Regions from separate parts of the Mus musculus genome. Here region 2 is linked to region 1. Evidence: chromatin contacts called from public promoter capture Hi-C data. All regions are on one chromosome and are shown on one strand. The core of a region is the stretch at or near the end of the contact, and the rest is flanking DNA. Distances in the headings are between cores, read along the strand shown. Region 1 overlaps Fam219a (family with sequence similarity 219, member A). Region 2 has its middle 5.2 kb from the start of Rpp25l.

Evidence for each region. Promoter capture Hi-C pulls out the DNA fragments that hold promoters and counts their contacts.
Region 2: a contact with region 1 is called in a promoter capture Hi-C map of frontonasal cranial neural crest, with 6 times the contacts expected there. The contact joins two enhancer-like sites. A contact is called at or near these places in 18 of 39 promoter capture datasets (the 3T3-L1 cell line, the C10 cell line, the HPC-7 cell line and 13 more), 5 of 15 datasets of contacts at CTCF or cohesin (the G1E-ER4 cell line, embryonic stem cells and stem cell-derived epiblast-like cells), 116 of 484 Hi-C or Micro-C datasets (8-cell embryo, the AML12 cell line, B cells and 62 more), 38 of 115 datasets of contacts at active chromatin or transcription factors (the 230-238 cell line, CD4 single positive thymocytes, the HPC-7 cell line and 22 more) and 5 of 9 other capture datasets (adipose tissue, embryonic stem cells, liver and 2 more).

Annotation. Positions count from the first base shown.
Region 1 is chr4:41,542,546-41,546,350 of GRCm38.p6, forward strand. All of the region lies in intron 1 of Fam219a (family with sequence similarity 219, member A), which reads right to left. Among named protein-coding and RNA genes, the nearest start is that of Gm12404, 24 kb to the left of the region's middle. Within about 2 kb of position 1,971, at least 5 of the 459 cell types and tissues checked have an H3K27ac peak or open chromatin away from gene starts, as enhancers often do.
Region 2 is chr4:41,706,382-41,710,186 of GRCm38.p6, forward strand. No RefSeq gene overlaps it. Among named protein-coding and RNA genes, the nearest start is that of Rpp25l, 5.2 kb to the right of the region's middle. Within about 2 kb of position 2,165, at least 38 of the 459 cell types and tissues checked have an H3K27ac peak or open chromatin away from gene starts, as enhancers often do.

The DNA.
Region 1 (3,805 bases), core at 721-3,220:
TGCAGAGAGGATTTGCTGGGAAAGTAAGTGCCTGGGATGTCTTCCTTCCTTCTCTCCTTCCTCCCTCAGAGCTGTGCTGCTCTGGAGGCCCACTCCACTTGCCTGCTTCCCAAGCGAAGGCTAGGGTGCTCTACCATGGTCTGCTGTGCTAGCTACCACCAGAACAGGCACTCAGCTGCCCCAGGATCACCATGGCGGTCTGAGTGGGTCTCAACTCACCTCTCTTAGTGAGGAAATGACTCCGACATGGCTGAGGATGCATGTGACTACAGAGCAACGCTCACTCTCCTTTCTGCCTCCCAGCTTCATCCTGCCCCACCCTTCTCTGCCTTTGTGTCACTAGCCTTATCCTCAGAGAGGCACCACGGCTGCTCCTACCACACATCCCTCTTCTGGTGACATCTTTCTCATCCTCAGGCCTCCACCGATAGATTACCTCTAAGGAGAAGTTTCCCATGAAAGCCAGGCTAGGTTAGACATTTTTCTAATACACATTCGCAATTCCCTTTCTCCTCAGTTTTATCATGCACTTAACAAGTTTTATTAAGTGACTATTTGTATAATTATTTGTTTGATAGATGTTCTTGAAGGTGAGGACAGTGTCTTTCTCCACGGAGTCGTCCCAGTTTCTAAAACTGAGGATTATGGCCTATAATCTGAGAGCACACAAACAATGCAGGGTAGGGCAAGGGTCTATTTGAGAGAGAGGTGGGAAAGACTGGCGGCCTACCACACTGTGCTTTGACTAGTGGTGTCCTAGACTCGTGTTGCAACTGTGTATCCTTTCAGGGCCTTTCTTATAGCTAAGAGCTGAAGAACTGCCTTTCAGGGATTTAAGTTGGAAAACAGTCACAGCAGGAGTCCCCAAACACTGGCTCATCTGGAGGTTTGGCATAGTTAAACCCTTCTCAGGAGGGGCTGAAGAGATGGCTTAGTAGTTAAGACCTGGGTTCAATTCCCAGCACCCACATGGCATCTCACAACCATCTGCTACTCCAGAACCCGGGGTCTGATGCTCTTTTCTGGCTTCCTCGGTGTACAGATATACATGCAGACACACATTCATACTCATAAAATTAAAAACCCTTCTAAGGTCTATGGCCAAGGCAGCCATTCACCTCAGGTCTGCTTCTCATGGTGACCAACCAACTGAACAGAGACTTCTCTGTGCTTAAGGTCCAGGCTCAGCTATTTCTTTACAATGTTTTACTTTCAAAATCTAACAGTTATGGCTCTTTTTTGCTTGTTTGCTTGTGACAGGTTTTCATGTAGCCCAGGCTAGCCTCCTAATCCTCCTGCCTCTACCTTCCAAGTGCTAAGATCACAGATTATGCTGCCATACCTGGCTTAATTCTCAGTTCTTGTTGAATTTTAGAGGAGTGGACAGCCAGCTTGAAATCAAAGCCACCGAAAACCCTTGGAGACAAACAGGTGGGCTGCTTTGATCTGTCTGTTCAAGGTGATTTTGGACAACCCAGGATTACAATTATACTTATCAGTTAGGCAACGAACTCACTCAGGCAGGGGACCCCCTTGGGAGTTCATCATTAGGACAGGGAGGCTATGTAAAAAAATTCAAGAAACTTCCAAAAACATTAAACATCCTTTGGCTGTAGATTCCAGTCGCTCTGTGAGCAGCACCAACTGAGAGTCCAGACAGGTCTCTTCACCCTTAGAGTGCCCACACCTGCTTTGCAAAGGCCCCAGGGCATAGAGTAAATGAGTTGTCCCAGGTCAGAGCCAGATGGCAACCTTGGGATTAAACTTCACTGGCTTTTCTTTCCAGCCAGCTGCTCCCTCTCTTGAGACCTACGCTGTGTCTTCTGAATGCTCAGGGTTGTATTCAATTTAGTAAGGCTTGTGGTCACATAATCACAGCTCCTAAATAAAACAACGGGTACAGAGCATCCACCAGGAGGAAGGAAAACACAGGGGCACCTTTGCCCCCAAACAGACTGAAAGCGAGCTGCGGCTGAGGCTAGAATTGTTCTACTTGAACAAAACCCAATACAAACAAATCTCTTGGGATCAGGCAAAGTCCGCAGCTGCTCTTGTTTCTTCTCTATAAATGCTTGTTGAAAGAGCCCGTGCTTAGTCTCAAGGTAAGAGCCTCTTGGAAACTGGAATGTGCTATTTCCAAAAGCAAGAGGGGCTAGGCTGATAGCCCAGGTCCAGGGTCATTGAACTTCAACAACTTTTTCTTCTTCTTCTTCTTCTTCTTCTTCTTCTTCTTCTTCTTCTTCTTCTTCTTCTTCTTCTTCTTCTTCTTCTTCTTCTTCTTCCTCCTCCTCCTCCTCTTCCTCCTCCTCCTCCTTCTTTCTTCTTCTTTTTTCAATTAGTCAGTTACTACATTGTCAGTAGCTCCATCTTCAGGAGTGCTACCTAACAACACTTCAAACTGGGTGGCAGCAACCTTAGTTATTGCAGCCTAGACTCATCAGGTCCACTCATGTCTCAGTAGATGACAAATGTTTTTTCCCTACCCTTCCTGCCTCACTGTGTCTGGTTGGTGCTAAAATAGTGAACCAGCCTATGTATGTTTGGCTGTTGGGTGGAGTATACTATTTCAATAACTAGGGCAATTTCTTTGACTGGTACATTCGTTGAGGTATAAGGCAGGCAGTGACCATGGGGTATGACAGATCCCTCACTAAAGGATCCAGGAACCTGAGACTGTCAAAGAAAACAAGATCTCAGGAGGAGGATCACTGCACAAAGTCAGAGGAATGGCCCCTGAGCATTTCTGCTTGGCTTCATTCCAAGTAGTTTATGTGCTTACCTCATTTGCTAGCCATGGGAGAGACCTGGAGGCAGAAGAGGAGCTTTCTACTAGAAAATTCAACCCCTGTAAATGGTTGAACTCTTCTACCCTTTCACACCCTCTACTCCCTCCAGTATCACGTGAAGAATGAGCGGGGACCCTTTCCCCTGCCAGCGCTCAATCAAAGCCCCAGCCATGGGCTTGGGGTCACACACATGGCTAGGGTGGGGTGGCAGAAGAGCTGCTTCCAGACTCACCAGTGCTTTCTGCTTCTACTAGAAAAGCTCCTCTCCTTTATGTCAGTGCCCGTCCCCTAAAAGCACAGACTCATAGAAAATGTGTTCTCATCACCAGCCTGAGGTTATGGGAGTAGCCATGGATGGCTCTTTTTTCAGGCTCTGAAATTTGCTCAGTGTCTGCTCTCTTTGGGTTCCTTCCTCATGCTCTGATTAAAGAGGAGACAAAGGACCTTAGTTTCCCCATCTCCACAGAGTCCTGCAGCCTTGAGGTATTTGGGTATCAGATTCTGGCCACAGACAGCTCAGGAGATGGCCTGATTATCTCCAAGACTTTAGTCTGAGAATGATGGTGACCTCAAGAGAGTTCAGTCAGGCTAAGAAGTGTTTCGGGAGGTAGGGGAGGTGCTGAAGCGGAGAGGAACTTTGCGCCCACAGGGATAGTCTTGGAAAGAGAAGAGGCCCTTTGCAGCGAGTGATGTGTTGAGGAAGGCTATTCAAGCCTGAACAGTGTGGGTCTCCAGGGTCTGCAGACTTAGCCAGGACAGGCAGGGTGCCTTTGGGAGCTATCCAGCGTTCTGAACCACCTCCCCTGAACGCGTGGGAGGGAGGATCTGACCACGGCCTGCCTGCTGGTTAGTGGTGACCTTAGATGATGCCAGTTCATCTTTGCCGTGGCTGACAGCAGCTGCCTGTTTGGGTCCATGGCCTGTATGCCTGACGTAGCTTCAGCATGATTCCAATCACTCATGGCTGCAGCCTGGGCTTCACGCCAGAAGCTTGGCTCTCTGGCCAGATTTTCAATAAG
Region 2 (3,805 bases), core at 915-3,414, 160 kb after region 1:
ATTAAGGCTCTTCTCTCATTTTCCTATTCTGAACACATCATTGCCTCAAGGTGCCCACCAGCTTCAAGGAAAGCTAGGAAGATAAACTCAGAGAGGCCGGAATACTGACAGGGCATAGTCCCACGGCAGGCAGGGTCTGGGACAGAAGATTTGATACCTTGGCAGCCAGCCAGGGCCTGTCATGGGAATCTTGTGTCAATACTGTGACAGGGGCCAGATTCAAAGCAGGGTTTTATTTCGGGAGGGCGGGAGTGCTTAGGAATCCTTGAACACGTGGGCGTCTGGGACAGGGGTGGCGCATCCCATCAGGTAAGGACAGATGTGCAGCTTCCTGTCTTTCCCATCCGAGACAAGTTGTTGGACAAGAGGTTCAGAAAGACAGACTGAGAATAAAGAGCTCAGAGATGCAGAAACAAAACCCAGAGATGTGAGACAGAGTGACAGGGAGTTGCAGGAGGGGAAGTCATGGGATTACAGACAAGGGGCAGGCCAGGTAATGTTTCTGTCAGAGATGCAACAGCACAGAGAAATGCAGGCAGAGAAACTCAGAGAGAGAAAGAGAGAAATAAAACAGCTGAAAAGAGAGAGGTTAAAAGAGGTGCAGAAGTGGACGGAGATCCAGGCAGAGAGACAAAGACAAAACGAAGCAAAGAAAGAGATCAAAACGTCGTGATTGAGAAGAGCAGGTGGCCCAGCCCAGTCTCCAGGTCTCAGTCTCTCCACCCAGGTCTCCCCAGGGTGTGCCCCTCCTTGCTAGTCACTTGTTTCCATAGCAACAGCAAGGGTAGCACCGAATTTGCATACACATTTACATCCTTTCTATCTGCATAATTCAACAGGTTCTGTGCATATTCATGAGACGGAATGAAGGTGACTCCGCAATTCCTACACAAAGTCTGACTCTGGTGCCCCCTACTTGCCGTACACGGTTGTGGCTCCAGCCGGAACCTGAGACCTGGCAGACAGCACGCCTCCCGCTCCTGCTCCCACTCCCAGCTGTGCCTTTTATTCTCCCACTTCCAGGCATTTCTCTTAGACATGTGACTCTCTCCCTAGTGGGATGGCCCTCTGGACATCAATATGCATGCACACGTAGGCATATGAGTGTACTCTGTCTGGTAGGAGGTGGCTGAAGGTGAGGGAGTGACGCTAGCTAGCTCCCTCTATGGAAGGACCCTTAGCCACACTGAAGGAGGACACATGAAAGGGTCTCTGAGAAATGCATAGTGGAGGAAAACGAAAGCCAAGAGAGAGTTCTCCTAGCCGTAAGGAACCTGGATGCTCTTGTCTCTCAATATGGAAGCTGACCAAGACCCTGGTTCTAGACAAATAACCAGAGAAGCCAGGCTACAGTTCAAATGAAGAAAGGTTACAGGAGCTCATATGGTGGGGCAGAGGGAGCCTGGGGCTAGGAATGCTTGCAGTGTAACAGGCATTGAGAGCCTTTGTGGGCTGGGAAAGATTCCCAGGGCCTACCCTAGCCGTGATTTTGGCCCATGATCTCTTCCTGGCTTCCTTGCTGCTCTTCCAATCCTGTGCTCCGTCTTCTCAGCAAGCTGTAGCACCCAGGGTTCTCGCTCTAAACAGTCTGGCATTTTACCTTGTGCTCCACCTCAGAGAATTCTGGAACCTCTCATCTCTCCCACAATAAAATCCAAACTCCCTGGCCAGGTAGACAGCCGCGGTCCCTGAGACTCACTCCTCGTTGGCCCTTCCTTGACCTTCAGTCACCAGACTGTTTACTTTCCTTGCGTCTTCCTATGTCTCAGTTCATGATTCCCCTCCATCCCTGCCCTTCCCAGGACTCTCCCAGCCCATTAGTCTTCAAGCTTTACACAGTCATTACCTCATTTTTCCTTGAGATTTTGCTTGTCTCGGGGCTTTTATTTCTGCAGCGAGGAACTTCTTTACTCTGTGAACCTACTGCGCCTGCCACATTCCTGAAGGTGAACTGCTGACATCATCGCTCACCTGAGACCGGAGGCTCTAAGTGCAGTGACTAGGTTTGTCACACTGGGTATTATCAGCTGCCTTTTGAACTGCCGAGATGTCACTTGTCACTTAGTCTATTGAGGACCAAATTTCAAGACTAGACTGTTTTCCTTCTGCCTTGGGGCTTCTTGAAAAGTAGATTTTACAGAGTATACGTGGGCTATCCCTTTGTGACTACTGCCACCCTGTGGTTTAAAATAGAAGTTCCCTGAGGTTAATACTAGTGTGTTTTGAATAGGTTTCTCTCCGGGTTTGTTTTGTTTGTTTTGTTTTATGACTTAGTTTTTGTGTCTCAGGCTGGTTTGGTAATCATTATGTAGGCTAAGGTGGCCTTAGATGGCAGCCCCCTGCTACAGCTTCCCCAGCTGTTAGGATTACAGATCTAAACTTCCAAGTCTTGCTTTTGAGTGGTCTTGAATTTGAAGAGACAAAGATTAGAGGAAGAAGATTGAATGATTAGGAGCGGGGGAGGGGAGGCATCAGTGTGGTCAGAAAGCCAGAGTCCCAGAACCAAGCCAAAGATGGACAGAGTCAGTGGGGCAGGCAGGCAAGGAGGTCCTTTTAGGTTACTCTGTGAATAAATCTGAATCTTCTCCTCTAATCTGAGAACGGAGGGCCAAGGGAACAAGGAATGGCGTGGGATCTAAGAGTGTCCACACACTCGGAGGCCCAACAGCGGCTCAACAGTCATCCCTTCATCCATCGGAATGATCATTACATACCTACTGTGTGCAAAGCATGTTCAAGACTCTTAGGTCACTTCAGTGGAGAAAGCAGCATCTGCCTGTTTGGTACCCACATTCTCACCAGGAGACAATAAATAAAAGTTTTAGTTCATTTATGTATATAGGTGTTTTGCTTGCATATGTGTGTGCTACATGCATGCCTGGTGCCCGAGGAGGCCAAAGAGGGTGTGGACTGGAGTAGTAGATGACTGTCAACCACCATGTGGTTGCTAGGGATCAAACCTGGGTGCTCTTATCTATGGACCCTCCTCTCCAGGTCCCCAAAATACCATCTTAAAGAAGCCAATTATATTTAGAGGGTGAAAACACACATCAAAGCGGGCAGGGCTGAAGTAGAGAACTGACTCTTGCAAGTTGTCCTCTGACCTCTGTCTGTGAGCTGCGGTGCATGCATGCTCACACATCCACTAAATAAAACATAATAAAATAGAAAAACATCTTTTGAATGGCTAGCCTCTGGAATTCTTTGCTGTTGTAAGCAACTCAGTTGTGGCACTTTGTTCTAACAGCCCCAGGAAGCTACACTTTCCTATCGCTGTGGCATTCTGCGTCACCCACCCCAGACAGCTCGTGAGGACTCCGGGTCACAGAACCCTGTGCTCTTTTAACTTAACTTCTTACTCAGGGTGGGCACCATGGCCCTACTCTCCTGTTACTATTCAGTCTTCATTTGTTCCTGTCGCAGTCTCAGAGTGGAGACTACTGGATCCCACATTCTGCTAAAGACATTCCAAGTTCATAGTTGTCAGCCTACACCGGACTTATGGCTTTGCCGTGCCAGATCTTGTCATATCTCTCAGCCGCAACAACTGTCTCAGGCATCCTGACCCCATCCGCTCTGTTTCTTCCTGCTTCATGGAGAGGACTTTTGGATTCTTATATCCTACCTGCACCTCCAACACCATCTGCACCCTTGCTCGTCCTCAACTCTTCAGACCCTCCCACTGCAGGAAGTCATCTTTGTTCCTACTTAAAAAATTTTTGTTGTTGTGGTTGTTGTTTGTCTATGTGTGCATGTGAACAGAGGTCCGCTTTCTTTTTCCGTGTTGGTGCTGGGACTGGACTCG